Regions from separate parts of the Ovis aries genome. Here region 1 is linked to region 2. Evidence: chromatin contacts called from public Hi-C data. All regions are on one chromosome and are shown on one strand. Each heading gives the region's core, a stretch centred on a gene start, on an enhancer-like site or on the middle of the called end of the contact. The rest is flanking DNA. Distances are from core to core; before and after follow the strand shown.

Region 1 (2,700 bases), core at 125-2,624, 260 kb before region 2:
CTATACCTCCCCCAACTCGTGTTCTCCTGCGCTGTTTTTCTGCCCCCAGAACCCTCAGATTCCCCAGTGAACTCCTCTTCAGCCACTCAACAGGGAGCCAGTCGTTGCCCTGAAGCCCTAAATCTGGGTAGGTGGTCTTCTCTGTGCTCCACAGGACCTGCAGGCTTCTTCACTTTGTATCATAATTTTCTGGTCCATTTTCTGTCTCTCCCACCAGCTGTAAGCAAGCTCCGGGCAGGCTACATCTGTGATTGCTTGTTTATCATATTCTCAGCGTCCAGCCTACAAAACCTAAGACCCTCACTCGTAAGAGGTGCTTAATGAACACATTTGCATTCCTTCGAGCAGGGCTCTACAAGGTCAGATTCCTTGCCCCCACGCTTGAGAGCCCTCTCTGCAGAGGCTCCCAATGTGGAAACCATTAGCGCGCCCTCCCCCTGCCCTTAACTGAATTTGCTCGGCAGAGGCAGGAGCTTTTGGAAGCACCTGAATCCGATTATAGAGCTTGGAAGCAAAGCCAGGCATAATTGGGCGGCCTCACCCACCCCACCCCACCCCCCTTTTTTAGCCAGATGACCAGCATCCTGCCCCCGCAGGCAGCCCTCCTGTTCTCTGCCAGCCTGTGCTGGCCGTGACAGCTCAGCCACCACTGAATGGGCAGCTGCAGCCACATTTAGAGAGGATGAGGCAGAGACACTCACTTCAACTCTGACATTCAGTCCGTCTCTTGTGACTCAGGTTGCCCCTAGGGCTGCAGGATGCGAGCAGGGCTAGCCCTTTCATTAGATATCTGTGACATGCGAAAAGGTCAGACAAGTGGACTGTGCTGCTGAGTCACCGAGCGTGAGTGTCCATCCTGGCAACCTGCTCATCGCAAGGGGCACCCGTTTGCCCTTTGAAGGTGGTTTGATTCCTGGGATAGATTCAATGCAGGGCATGCGGGGGAAGATGGACCTTGTCTGTTTCTGTAAAAGGAGCCGATGTAACATGGTTGGGAGGAGAGCTGTCTTTGGAGTCAGACGCACCTGCTTTGGAGTCTCAACTCTACAGCACTGGCTGCGGTCCCAGAAGCAAGTTCTTAGCTTCCCTGACTCTCAGGCTTTCGTTTATATGGTGTATGCGTGCTAAGTCACGCATACTAAGTCGCTTCAGTCGTGTCTGACTCTTTGAAGTCCTAAGGACTGTAGCCCGCCAGGCTCCTCTGTCCATGGGCTTCTCCAGGCAAGAATACTGGAGTGGCTTACCATGCCTTTCTTCAGGGGGTCTTCCTGACCCGGGGATCAAATCCTCCACTCTATGTCTCCTGCATTGGCAGGTGGGTCTTTACCATTAGTGCCACCTGGGAAGGAGGCCATCCTATACCTAAGGCACAGAGCTCCTGTGAGAATAAATGAGGTTAAAGGATGTCAGAAGCTTAGCAGAGAGCTTGGCGAACAGCAAATGGTCTGTAAATGGTAGGTATTATTATTTGGACATGCTGAGCGGGTACTTGATCCCCAGGGAACACAGTGTCTCCTCATAGTCACCAGGGTCTTGGCCCCCACCTTCCACATCCATAGTCACATAGTTCTGGCTTGGGGCAATTTAGTTAAAATGGGGATGAACCAGGAAGAAATGAAAAGGAAGTAAAAGGCTAGTGACATTTTAAAAATTTTACTATCTCACATGGACAAATTGTTTCCTCATGGTTGTGCTGGTCTCGGTGGAAACCAGATGCGTAGGTAGACACAGGGCCACACACAGGCAGCCGGGCAAGCAGGCTCTTACCGTGTCTGCCTTGCTGTCCTGGACAGCTGGTGAAAGCTGACCTCTGAAATGCACACTCCTTTACCATTCACTGAATTCCCAGCCACAGAGGTTGTGCCCTTTGGCTCTTGGCTCAGTATCCTCCCTCCATCCAATGCTCTACTCCTCCAAATAGAGGGAAAACATCAAAGAACTCTTCGGACATCGCGGAGAAGACCAAATTTGCTCAGCGTCATTTGGCAAGCTGTTAACCTCCCTGGTAACCTAGCTATCTTTAGCCTCCTCGATGCTATTTTGAAATGTCAAACTAGCAAATACTGCTTCCAGAATGGTTCTGATCTGGGATGTGACAGGATGCTTGGGGGAAGGGAGACGAGTGGGAGGTGGGGATGGGAAGAGGGGGAGAAAATGCACTAACTTTACAACTGCCAAGTCTCTCCCTTCTACTGGCTCAGCCAGCTCCTCCAGAAAGCCAGCACACTTAAGGGGCAATGGGGGCATTGAGTCCCACCTGGACCTAACCTCGAGGGATATCTGCTTATCTGACTCTGGAGCCAGACCTGGATGTCCCATTAGCCAAAAGAGCAAACTGACTCTCGTGTACCCAGAACAGTCTAAAAATATTCATTCATTCACTCACTTATTCATTCATTCATTCAGCAGGTATTTACTGAGTAGTAACTGTGTGCCAGGCATGGTACTAGGCACTGGGAACACAAAGATAGCTTGCAAAGATTGATACCCATTGGAATCACCTGGGCAATTGATTAAACTAGAGCCCCTCTTACAAGAGTCAGTGCAGCAGGTTTGATGCAGATCTGGGAGTCTGCATTTTGAACGAGCACCCAGGCATTCTGCTGCACATAGCCCAGGGTATGAGAAGCCCTGGTCTAGCTTGTAGCAACATCTGTTTTCTAAACAGCTCCCCAGTACCAAAAGCTAGGAGCAATGAAA
Region 2 (2,737 bases), core at 12-2,511:
CCATCATCACAGCCACCAGCCCTGAGAATGAGTTCTCTTTGGCCACGTCCTTGCACGTCACGCTCCCCTGATGGAGTTCACCCTCAGTCGGGGATCTGCTGAGTTCTGGGTCTGCCTTGGAAAGGACTTCCCAACACTAACTGAATGTGTTAGTCACTCAGTTGTGTCCAACTCTGCGAGTCCATGGACTAGCCTGCCAGGCTCCTCTGTCCGTGGGATTCTCCAGGCAAGAATACTGGAGTGGGTAACCATTCCCTTCTCCAAGGGATCTTCCCAACCCAGGGATCGAACTCAGGTCTCCTGTACTACAGGCAGATTCTTTATTGTCTGAGCCACCAGGGAAGCCTCCCAACACTAAAATGTCATATAAATGCAAGGCCTCTTTCTCCTAATTCCTACTGGGTCAGACTTTCAGTCACCCAGGGTTTTAGGGGTCTCACACCCTGTTATTTTACATTAAACCTACAGGCAGCTGTTAATGCAATGCCAGACCTAGGATGATTCCTTTCTGCTCCCTGGGTCTCAGGTTTCCCATATATCAAATATAAATTTGAGTTTTCTATGATTCTGTCCCTTCCTACCTCTTTTTATCTGCTACCACTCTTTCAGTCTTCTGACTCAGTTTCCCTTTAAACTACATTTCAGTTAGAATTCAGGCATAGTTATAGCCTTCCATATGCCATAATAATGAGCATTTTCCCAGAGTTTGCCACATGTCAAGCATGGTGTGCTACGAGACTTATATATAGCATCTCATTTAGTCCTTTCCACACCCTAGTGAAGTAAACACTATTGTATATTCCCTTTTCTAAATGTGGAAACTGAGGCATCGAGTGGCTGAGTCACAGGTCACACCCCTAATAAGGGAACAGCTGGAGCTTCCCGCCCAGCCCCTTCTCCCGGCTCCCTGGTCCTTGGCTGTGAATGCACTTCTAGGCCTCTGGCCTGAGCTGGGCCCGGGCCTCCAGTAACTAACAAGGGAACCGGTGAAGCTGCTTCTTGCCTTTTGTCGTAGTTGTTGTTGTTGCTAAAACCCGCAGTGTCCTCTTTCTGTTTTGCAGAGGAAGGAATTATTGTTATACTCTCCTCGCTAAGGAAATCCTATTCTTTACAAGTGAACTTTCCTCCCATCCCCTTGACCTTTCAGGGAACGGGCTGAGGCCCTTGAAGGTGCTGGAGGAGACCCAAGGAGCTCAGGGTGCCTGTCTAGGGCAAGAGTATTTTTAGAGTTGGCTGCACTGTTTACAAGGAAGCCAGTCCCCAGAGCCTTCCCTCTCTCTAAGGCGGGTGTGGGGAGTCCTGGCCGCCGGCCCCACCTGCCGCCGGCTCTAGCCCTTCCTTTCCCCTCCTGGCTGCCCCGCTCCCGTCCTCTCGGTCACAGGTGGGTTCCCCCGGCCTGTGGGTGCACTGCCTTTACTGCCCTGGGAGTTGGTGGAGCAGAGCTGCAGCCCATGGTGTTGAACCCCTCCCGCACTGGAGAAACCAAGAAGCTGGATCAATTGGGAAGATGGGGCTGGCAGCTGGTGATGGGCCCTACAAATGGACATTGCTCTTCTGGAATAATGGTTTCTGAGCCTTGCTGTCCTGGACCTGAGAACTTCTAAGAAGTTGTGTGTAGCAGATAAAGAGGCCACGGAGTATGACTCCAGCTGTTACCATGTACTCGAGGGTCTCTGAACTGTGACATGTCACTCCCGTCTCAGCCCCTCTTTCTGCAGCTACAGTGTGGAGGGCTCAGATAGTGGGGCTCCCCAGTCACTGACTGAATGTCTGAGCTTCCTCCGTGACTAGCAGAGGATACCTAGGCCCCCTCAGGCGATACTGGTGGTATTAAATGAGTAGGGTGGACACTGTGGGTATGTACTAAGACCATTGGTAATAATTCCATACCTCCAGCTCTTTAACACAGTGTCCAGCACAAAGTCAGGTCTTCACCAAGCATGCTTTCCTTTATTCTTATAGTTCATGGTTCTTTCACCTCAAGTCTATATAAACCTCCCCTCTAGCTATGCTTTCTTTGAAATTAAGTGTTTATTCCTTCTCACCCAGCCATGTGCCCCTGTCCCTCTATGGCTCAAGAGTCTCACTGCAGATATTGGAAGTGCTTTCTCCGAGTCACAGTCCTGCAGCTTCCCAGACAGGCTGTACATTTGTATCCCATCCACACTGGCTCTTCAGACGCATCGTCATCCAGACCCAGTGCAGCTGGACCTGACCCAGGCAAGCCGGTCTTCCCAGGATCTGATCCCAAGCTGGCAGAGCTGGTGGGAAGCTGGCCTCAAACAGCCCAGCCCTCACCCAAGCTTCCCTGAGACGTGGGTGCGAAGATGACAAGGCCTCTAGGTTCCTCAGAAGTGCCAACCTCCTCTGTCCCTTGGGCAGGCTGGACTTCTCCTCTAGGAGCTGAAAGAGGTTCAGGGATTGTTCAGAGCAGGATAAACTCCCACCATGCTTCCTTCTCCTCCCTCCTCTATCCTCCTCTGCCCCTTCTGTTTCCCACTTCCGCTCCCAGCCCTTTTCCTTCCTCCTCCTCTTCCTCCCCACAGCTGTACTTTTGACCAAGTGTTGGCCCACTATCTTCCTGAGCAGGGAAGTCCCAGCAGAGGGAAGAGCAGTTGACTTCTCTCTGCAGCATCCTCCTTTTCCAGACCTTCCACAGAGACATGCTGGTGGTCTCTGATGCTCCAGGCACTGGCTTACCACTTAGCGGCATGGCCAGCTGGGAACACCACAGGCT

The links. Hi-C and Micro-C count contacts between places; a contact is called where the count stands out from the background.
Region 1: a contact with region 2 is called in a Hi-C map of muscle, with 8 times the contacts expected there. The contact joins two enhancer-like sites. A contact is called at or near these places in 2 of 16 Hi-C or Micro-C datasets (liver and muscle).

Annotation. Positions count from the first base shown.
Region 1 is chr1:33,885,340-33,888,039 of ARS-UI_Ramb_v3.0, reverse strand. No RefSeq gene overlaps it. Among named protein-coding and RNA genes, the nearest start is that of FGGY, 160 kb to the left of the region's middle. Within about 2 kb of position 1,374, at least 4 of the 54 cell types and tissues checked have an H3K27ac peak or open chromatin away from gene starts, as enhancers often do. A contact at or near this core is called in muscle, where this site is marked.
Region 2 is chr1:33,629,010-33,631,746 of ARS-UI_Ramb_v3.0, reverse strand. No RefSeq gene overlaps it. Among named protein-coding and RNA genes, the nearest start is that of TRNAG-CCC, 51 kb to the right of the region's middle. Within about 2 kb of position 1,261, at least 8 of the 54 cell types and tissues checked have an H3K27ac peak or open chromatin away from gene starts, as enhancers often do. A contact at or near this core is called in muscle, where this site is marked.